Regions from separate parts of the Mus musculus genome. Here region 1 is linked to region 2. The links are chromatin contacts, called in public Hi-C maps. All regions are on one chromosome and are shown on one strand. The core of a region is the stretch at or near the end of the contact, and the rest is flanking DNA. Distances in the headings are between cores, read along the strand shown. Region 1 overlaps Gpr137c (G protein-coupled receptor 137C). Region 2 overlaps Txndc16 (thioredoxin domain containing 16).

The links. Hi-C and Micro-C count contacts between places; a contact is called where the count stands out from the background.
Region 1: a contact with region 2 is called in a Hi-C map of bone marrow-derived macrophages, with 2.2 times the contacts expected there. The contact joins two enhancer-like sites. A contact is called at or near these places in 2 of 15 datasets of contacts at CTCF or cohesin (large pre-B cells and pro-B cells), 37 of 484 Hi-C or Micro-C datasets (B cells, the BV-2 cell line, the Ba/F3 cell line and 19 more), 2 of 115 datasets of contacts at active chromatin or transcription factors (the HPC-7 cell line and large pre-B cells) and 2 of 9 other capture datasets (adipose tissue and liver).

Annotation. Positions count from the first base shown.
Region 1 is chr14:45,236,937-45,240,912 of GRCm38.p6, forward strand. The region is part of intron 1 of Gpr137c (G protein-coupled receptor 137C); the gene reads left to right. Among named protein-coding and RNA genes, the nearest start is that of Gpr137c, 19 kb to the left of the region's middle. Within about 2 kb of position 2,300, at least 4 of the 459 cell types and tissues checked have an H3K27ac peak or open chromatin away from gene starts, as enhancers often do. A contact at or near this core is called in bone marrow-derived macrophages, where this site is marked.
Region 2 is chr14:45,154,301-45,157,821 of GRCm38.p6, forward strand. The region is part of intron 14 of Txndc16 (thioredoxin domain containing 16); the gene reads right to left. Among named protein-coding and RNA genes, the nearest start is that of Gm34362, 21 kb to the right of the region's middle. Within about 2 kb of position 1,446, at least 89 of the 459 cell types and tissues checked have an H3K27ac peak or open chromatin away from gene starts, as enhancers often do. A contact at or near this core is called in bone marrow-derived macrophages, where this site is marked.

The sequences.
Region 1 (3,976 bases), core at 1,050-3,549, 83 kb after region 2:
AACAAATTGTATATAATTGTTAAGCATATGTTTTTCCAGTAACTGTATTTTCACTCAGGATTAGATCTTGTTAGATGTAGTTGCAAAATATTAGGAGTCTATTGATATTAATACCATAGTGTTGTTTTTAATATTCCTATAATAAAAATATTATTTAACCACAGATTAAATGATGCATTGAAATATATTCTGCAAGTCCAGGTGGTAAGTGACTTTTAAATCCGTTTTATCTAGCACAAATCCCTCTTAGACCCATTATTCCTTAATATGAATTACCCTTCTAAACCAGCCCCCACTCTCCTCTTGATAAGATCTTTTTAATGGCCTGTTCTGAACTGTGGCTATTCCCAGATGGCTCTTAGTGGCTTTTGTAGCAGGGAGACAGTAAGTCTATCTTATGCTTCTCAGTACTCTTCACTGATGTTATGCCTTCATCTCCTCTCTGAAGTCTATGCCATTTGATTAGGTCATTGTTGAGTATAATAACCTGTACCTCCTTGGGTGAATCAGCACTTTTGTCTTGCCTTGTCTCCCTTGTTAGAGGACCTTTTTCTTTTTCATTTTCTTTTTCTTTTTTCTTCTCTTTTATTGGATACTTTTAAATTTTACATTTCAAATTTTTATCCCCTTTCCCGGTTTCCCCTTCATAAGCCCCCTATCCCATCCCCCATTGCCCCCCCACTTCTATGAGGGTGCTCACCCACCCACCCATTCCTGCCTCCCCACCCTGGCATTCCCCTACACTGGGGCATTGAGCCTTCACAGGACCAAGGGCCTCTCTCCTTCCATTGATGTCTGGCAAGGCCATCCTTGCATCTGGAGCTCTGGGTCATTCCATGTCTACTCTTTGGTTGGTGGCTTAGTCCCTGGGAGCTCGGGGGTGCTGGTTGGTTGATATTGTTGTTCTTCCTATGGGGATGCAAACCCCTTCAGTTAATGAAAGAGGACCATTGTCAAAGCCCATGTTTGTTAGCCACCAAGCACCTCAATTCAGTGTTTTCCCAGATGTTTCCATTTCTGTTTAAACTATCTATTAACACAGCCTTACCTTGAAATGGTTCTTTAAAATGGAGCTGTTCTTTCTAACCAGTGTTTTCTCTCTTTTCTCCTAGACTTCTTCAATTCATTTACCTGTTTCCCACCTCCATCCCTCTGGTTATCTTACCCCTTCTTTCTCTGTTCCATGTTATTTTTCATCTCTTGACATTTTGCTTTGCCAGACGAGGGCAGTCAGTCATCAGAAGAAATTCTTCTCTTGAGTAGTTTCCACAGCTTAGAGTTCTAAATCAGTACATGAAGACAGCCTCGTTAAACCTGAACATTCTATAGTAACAGCTGCTTTTCCCTATTCAATTATTTTAGTTTTAAACAAATCTTGATGGCTATGTCTGCTGTCTACTGCATCTGTGCACCTTAACATATTCTTTTAAATACTTCTATTTATATTATTCATGTTCCAAGCACTTAAATCAAACATTCTTCTCCAGATTATACTTTTATATTGAATAGACTTTTATAGAAAAATAAAAAAGAATCCATTTGCCAAATTTTTAATCCCACTTTATATCAAAATATCTCAATCCGTAGTGTCAATTTCTCATTTATTACCTTTGCTTATTTGTAAGCAGACATGTGTATATAAGTACATGGGGGAGGGGGATATGTTATATATGACGATCAGAGAACAACCTACAGGAATCTGTTCTTTCTTGTATTATGCAGTCCCCATGACAGGTAACTTTAACCACAGAGCCATCTCCCTAGCCCTCAAATGTTTTTAATGAAGTGATAATTTATAAATTATTTTCAATGTTCTATATAGACCTCTTAAGTGTATCTTCCTTCTTGTGTGTATTTCTTCAGCTGAATTGTTCTGCTGGAGTAGTCCGGCTTTCCTTCCTCTCTTCTCCACTTTCTACCTCACCCTTTCTTTTTAGTTCATTTCTACAAAAAGATTTTAGATCAGAAACATGAAGGGCCTTTTTTTTACCCTGCTTGAAATATAACAGAGTACCTGTCAACATTTTTATACTATGCCAAAAGAAACGTAAGACTCATAGGTCAGAGAAAAGGGCCATTAATTACTCTAGTCTTTTAAAAACAGCTACCCAGGCAGGGCTTTATGTCAGGTCTCTGGGCTCCAATCCATAAGGCAACACTGTGAGGGACCAGAATCACCTGCCCACGCACTAGGGTATGATGCAGAGGAACCCTTTTTGCAAGGTATTAGTGACATACCAGTCACCCAACCAAATGCTACTTTGTTCATCATTTTTTACTTTTCATGAAATTGCACAAGGGCTATACTTCCCTTTAACTCTAAATCATCCTGCCGGTCTCTGTGACTGATCTAATCCTGTTCCTCTTCCTTGCCTTAGCACTCTTGTTTGTCATCCTTATGCTTTTTAAATCCTGTTAAATATGAAGATACCACAGATAGTCTCATCTTTGTTCCTCATGCATCTGCTACTTGAGTTTCAGTTGTCAGCTCTGCAGGTATCTATACTTTCCTTCATACATTCTAAAACTCGACATCTTTGTATCTATTTAGATGTGATAAATTTTAAAAATAAAAGTGAAGCCCATGGTCTGATTTATTTCGTTTATTAGTTGGTCCTTCATTCTAATAGTTCTTTAAATTGAAAAGTGAGTAACGAACCAGGCAGTGGTGGCACATACTTTTAATCCTAGCTCTCGGGAGGCAGACGCAGGCTGACATCTTGAGTTTGAGGACAACCCCATTTACAGAGTGAGTTCCAAGACAGCCAGGGCTACACAGAACTTTGTTAAGAAAGCCAACAACAAATAACAACAAACTATTAACAGTTATGGTAAGATGACCCCAAGCCTAGCCACCTGAGTTCAATTCCCAGAACCCATGTGGTGGAAGGAGAGACTCAACTCCCACAAGTTGTCCTCTCACTTCTATGCACATGTCATGGCACATGTATACCAACATGCTCATACACACAAATAAATGTGATTTTTAAAGTTAAATTTTTTAACCTGAGAAAATGATTTTGTAGATTCAGTAATATCAATGGTATTTAATGAAACAAATTTACCTCATTTCACTCCATTTTCAATAGTCACAGAAGAATCACCCAAATAGAATCATTACAGTTTGTAACAGGCTAAACAGTACTCCTCTAGCACTCTATATAAGATCTCTGTGTAGATGACCTGCCCTTCCAGCCTCAAATTCTTCCATCTTTCCAAACTTCCCCATACTACACCATAACACCAAAGTACTTGCTTTGACTTGAATACATTGATCATTTAAAAAGAATATTTTCTGAACTCCTGCTATAAAGCAAGCATTGTGCTATAAAGTGAGGCTATAGATCTAAGTAAATTGTGAGTTTTCTCAAGAAGCAAGTAAATACGGAAATAAATTTCATGGAATATGATTAGTAATGTAATGACATGAGTACTCTCTTTCCCTGAGGCACTTAACCAGACAATAAAAAGTGTGGTGAAATTTGTTACATGATCATAAAGTACCTTTCCAAATGAAGTACAAATATGTCTGAAGATATACAAAATTGAACCTCTTATTGAGAATTTTTATATATTTCAGATGGATCATAAAATTGAAGGCAGGAACTAAAAGAATATAAGGTGGGGTAGAAAACCTTTCATTCAAATGCACACATATTAAAGTCTGTGCACTTTTTCCTGGGATGGTATTATGAGATTTACAAAGACAATGCTGTACTGTAACTCACTCAGACAAGAGTCAATTGTAGATATTAAAACTAGTAAATCTTTGAAGGATAAGATAATTACAAAGTTTTAAATACACCTACATGTAACACTTGCTAGTTACAATGTAGAAAATAGTTACCAACAGTGGGAAAACCTTACAGATTCTACCTCAACTAGTTAATCAGCTCGTTAGCAAGGTAGGAATTGAACAAAACACCATCATGAGTCACTGATGAAAAGGGTTCTTCATCATCACTTCTGTGGCATT
Region 2 (3,521 bases), core at 196-2,695:
TACATCCATGACTCAAAGGATTTATCCACCATCATGATATCCTGTACAGTACCTTGAACTATGAAATTCATTTTGCAGTAAAAGAAGTACAGCAATGCACACAGAATTCCCTGGTCTCACCTCGCATCCCATCTACCAGGCTTGGTAGAACAGTAGAATATCCTTTTAAGACAGAGTTATGGAGCCAATTAGGTGACACTAGCCTGGAGGCTGGGTGGAGTTCTCCAGAAAGTTGCATTTGCTCTGTTTCAATGCCCCTTTCTCCTACAGCAGGATTCAGGCATCCAGAAGCAAGCGGGAATAGGAATGGTGCCACTCACCACCTTGAGCAGCCCACAGGAAAAATTTTGTTTCCCGTTCCTGTGACTTTGCTCAGCTGCCCTAGAAGTTCTGGTTCTAGATAGAGAACTGTTTCTGCCAAGTGCCATGACCAACATTCCACAGATGTAGAAGCTAAGACTTCCCCATGGTTGCCTAGGACACCTCATTCCCTTGAGTCAGCATACTAACAAAGAAATATCTGTGTTATGAAGAGTGATTGATCCAGCCTGTCTTGAGAAAATCAGGCTGCTTCTCCACAATGAGGACAAGAAAGAGTGTGTCTGGAGTACAGCAGATCCTTCTGGGTGTCTCTTGGTGTTACCGTGTTCTGTGATGAAGATCAATAGGAAACTACAGCCCAATCCAGACAGGATGAGAAATGGCCCAGACATTTCAAGAATAAAAGTGCAGCTCACTCCCCCCCCCCCCCGCCCCCTCCTAGGTAAAGAACAAAGACCTGCTGAGGTACTTGCTCAGGTGGAAGAAATACAGAATGAGTGTTGTACGAGTTAGTTACAAATACCAGCTAAGGCCTTTTCAACAGTTACAGAAACAAGAATGCTGTTATGAATATTTCCATCTTGTTTTGTTAAGAACATGCTTGTGCATCTATACATCCACATTAAGCAGATATTTGTGTTTTCTTTACTTCATCATATACTGTTAACTTATTGAGGTAATATCTGTAATTAAGTGTTGTAAATCTATGTTATCAATTGTGTGTTGTAAATCTATAGTATAAAAACTATGGGACACTAAAAGACTAGGCATTCCTCAGGATATTTTTTTCACCGACTCTCAGGGGAAGCAGCATATTGGTGATTGTGAGACAGTCACATCACAACAGGCAGAATTATACCTTGATACTGTTTTCACATGGAAACCATAAGCATTAGGACATATGGAGATATGGCTGGACATCAGGTTGACAAGGGGTGGTGGACTTGTGGTGGTTATTCTTTTTGTCAACTTGACTGGAACTGACTTAGAGGTAAGCTCTGGGCACACCTGCAGAGGATGTCCTTAATCAGGTTATGTGACGTAAAAACATGCATCCTGAGTGTAAGGAGCCCCTGACCACAAAAGCCAGATAAAGGAAGTCCTGAAGGAAGTTCGCTTCACTGCTACCATGTCTCACTGCTGAGTTGTCTTCCTGTTCATCTGCTCTGTTACTGCTGCTCCTACTTTGCTGAGATCAGAGCCTAACTTCTTTAAGCTTCCAATACAGACTGAAGACTGGAGGCTCTGCAGGAATCCTTCAGACTTCCAGAATCACTGGAATTGCCAAGGCATCCAGCTTCATGGACTGGGCAGCAACTGGGCTCTAGGGCTCTCCGTGTAGAAACAGCCACTGTTGGATTACCCAATCATATTGTGTAAGCCAATCTAACACATCCTCTTTAATATATTTATTCTCCTGGTTCTGTTCCTCTAAAGATTCCTGATACAACAAAAGTATTAAGTATAAAATCCTCCACAATCTGAATGTTGTTCGGTGTGCACATAACACCACAAGTAGAAAACTCTACAGACTAATGTACAAACTATAGTCAGAAAAATACTGGCTACAATTACCTTGATGCTATGTTTACAGGATATATGTGAATCACAAATAAGTTTCATGTTTAGATCTTAGCCTCATCCTCAAAGTATCTCATTATATCATTATATGACTTTTATATTATATTATATTATAATAAATTAAATAATTTATTTCCAAATTAAATACATCCAAACTATTTCTGTTCTTCAGTTTTTCAAGTATGGAATATTTAACCTGTATAGGGATCAACACCGATGCAAAATACTATCGCTATTGATATTATTGTGCCAGTTAGTTTTTATCAACTTGACATAGGTGCAGGCATTATCTGAAAAGAGGGAATCATACTTGAGAAAAATGCTTTTATAAGACTGGCCTGTAGGCACATCTGTGGAGTACTGTCTTAATTAGTGATTGATGGAGGAAGACACAGCCCACTGTGGATGCTATCAACCTAGCTAGGCAGTCAGGTAGTCCTATGTTTTATACAAACGCAGGCTGAGAAAGCCAAGGAGAGTAAGCACTATTACTTCATGGCCTCTAATCCAGTCCTGCCTCCAAATTCCTTTCCGAGTTCCTCTCATGAAGGACTCTAAGCTATAAGGAGAAATAAACCCTCTTGTTCCTAAGTTGCTTTTGGTAATAGTTGTTTGTCATAGCTATAGAAAGAAAAAACCAAAACAAACTAAACCCTTTCAATCCATCAGCCACAATGGCCAGAGAAGCAGGTAGATCTTCAGTCCTTCACTCTCTTATCTCTGCTTCAAATTCAATGCTCCTGCCTCATCCCAAGATCTGTAGTTGATCATGTACGGTCACCTACATAAGTGATAGCCTTCCCTTCCTGTCTACCCCCATCTCTAGAGGACTGCACAAATCTTCTCCTGGACCACCTATCCCTTTGTCTAAGGCAACAATACCCTCAGACATTCCTTGGGAACCCATCCTGCCATGCTGACCAGGGGAGTTGGTTGGCAATTTTCAGGTCTTTATTCTCATCCTTCTCTAAACCCAACCCTCTAGTCCAATCCCTGTCTCAGAAGCAAATTACCTGTTGTGGCCTCTCTTCACTCTCTACCACCAATGCCAGGGTAATAAGCATACACTGGTGGAACACTCTGCTCTCCTCCCTTCCGTGGACTCCATCAACCCGGCTTCAAGTCCATTTCCATGCCTAAGCATCAGCTCCCGATATCAAAAACCACATTCTATCTGGAACACCCAGCAGTCACAACAAGCAGGACCTCAGACGCACTGCCTACCAGGCAACCCACTTGAAAATACCAGAGAGGGCCACAGAAACCAATGAACACAGCATCAACACAACAAAGATAAGACCCACCATCAGGACCCAGATATCAGCATAAAAAAAAAATCACCAACAGCCAAGACAAATGTCATCACTAAAGCCCAGCAACTCTACCACAGCAGTCCCTAAAAATATAATATAGCTGAGGAAGTCAGTGGCCTCATTATAGCCTTTATGAATATGGTAGAAGTCCTTAAAGAGGAAATTCATAAATCCATTAAAGAAATCTATGAAAATACAAATAAACAGAGGAAAAGAAGAAACAGTTCAAGACTTAAAAATGCAAATACAATCAATAAAGAAAACACAAACATGGAAAGTCTAGAAATGAAAAACTTGAAAAGGAAT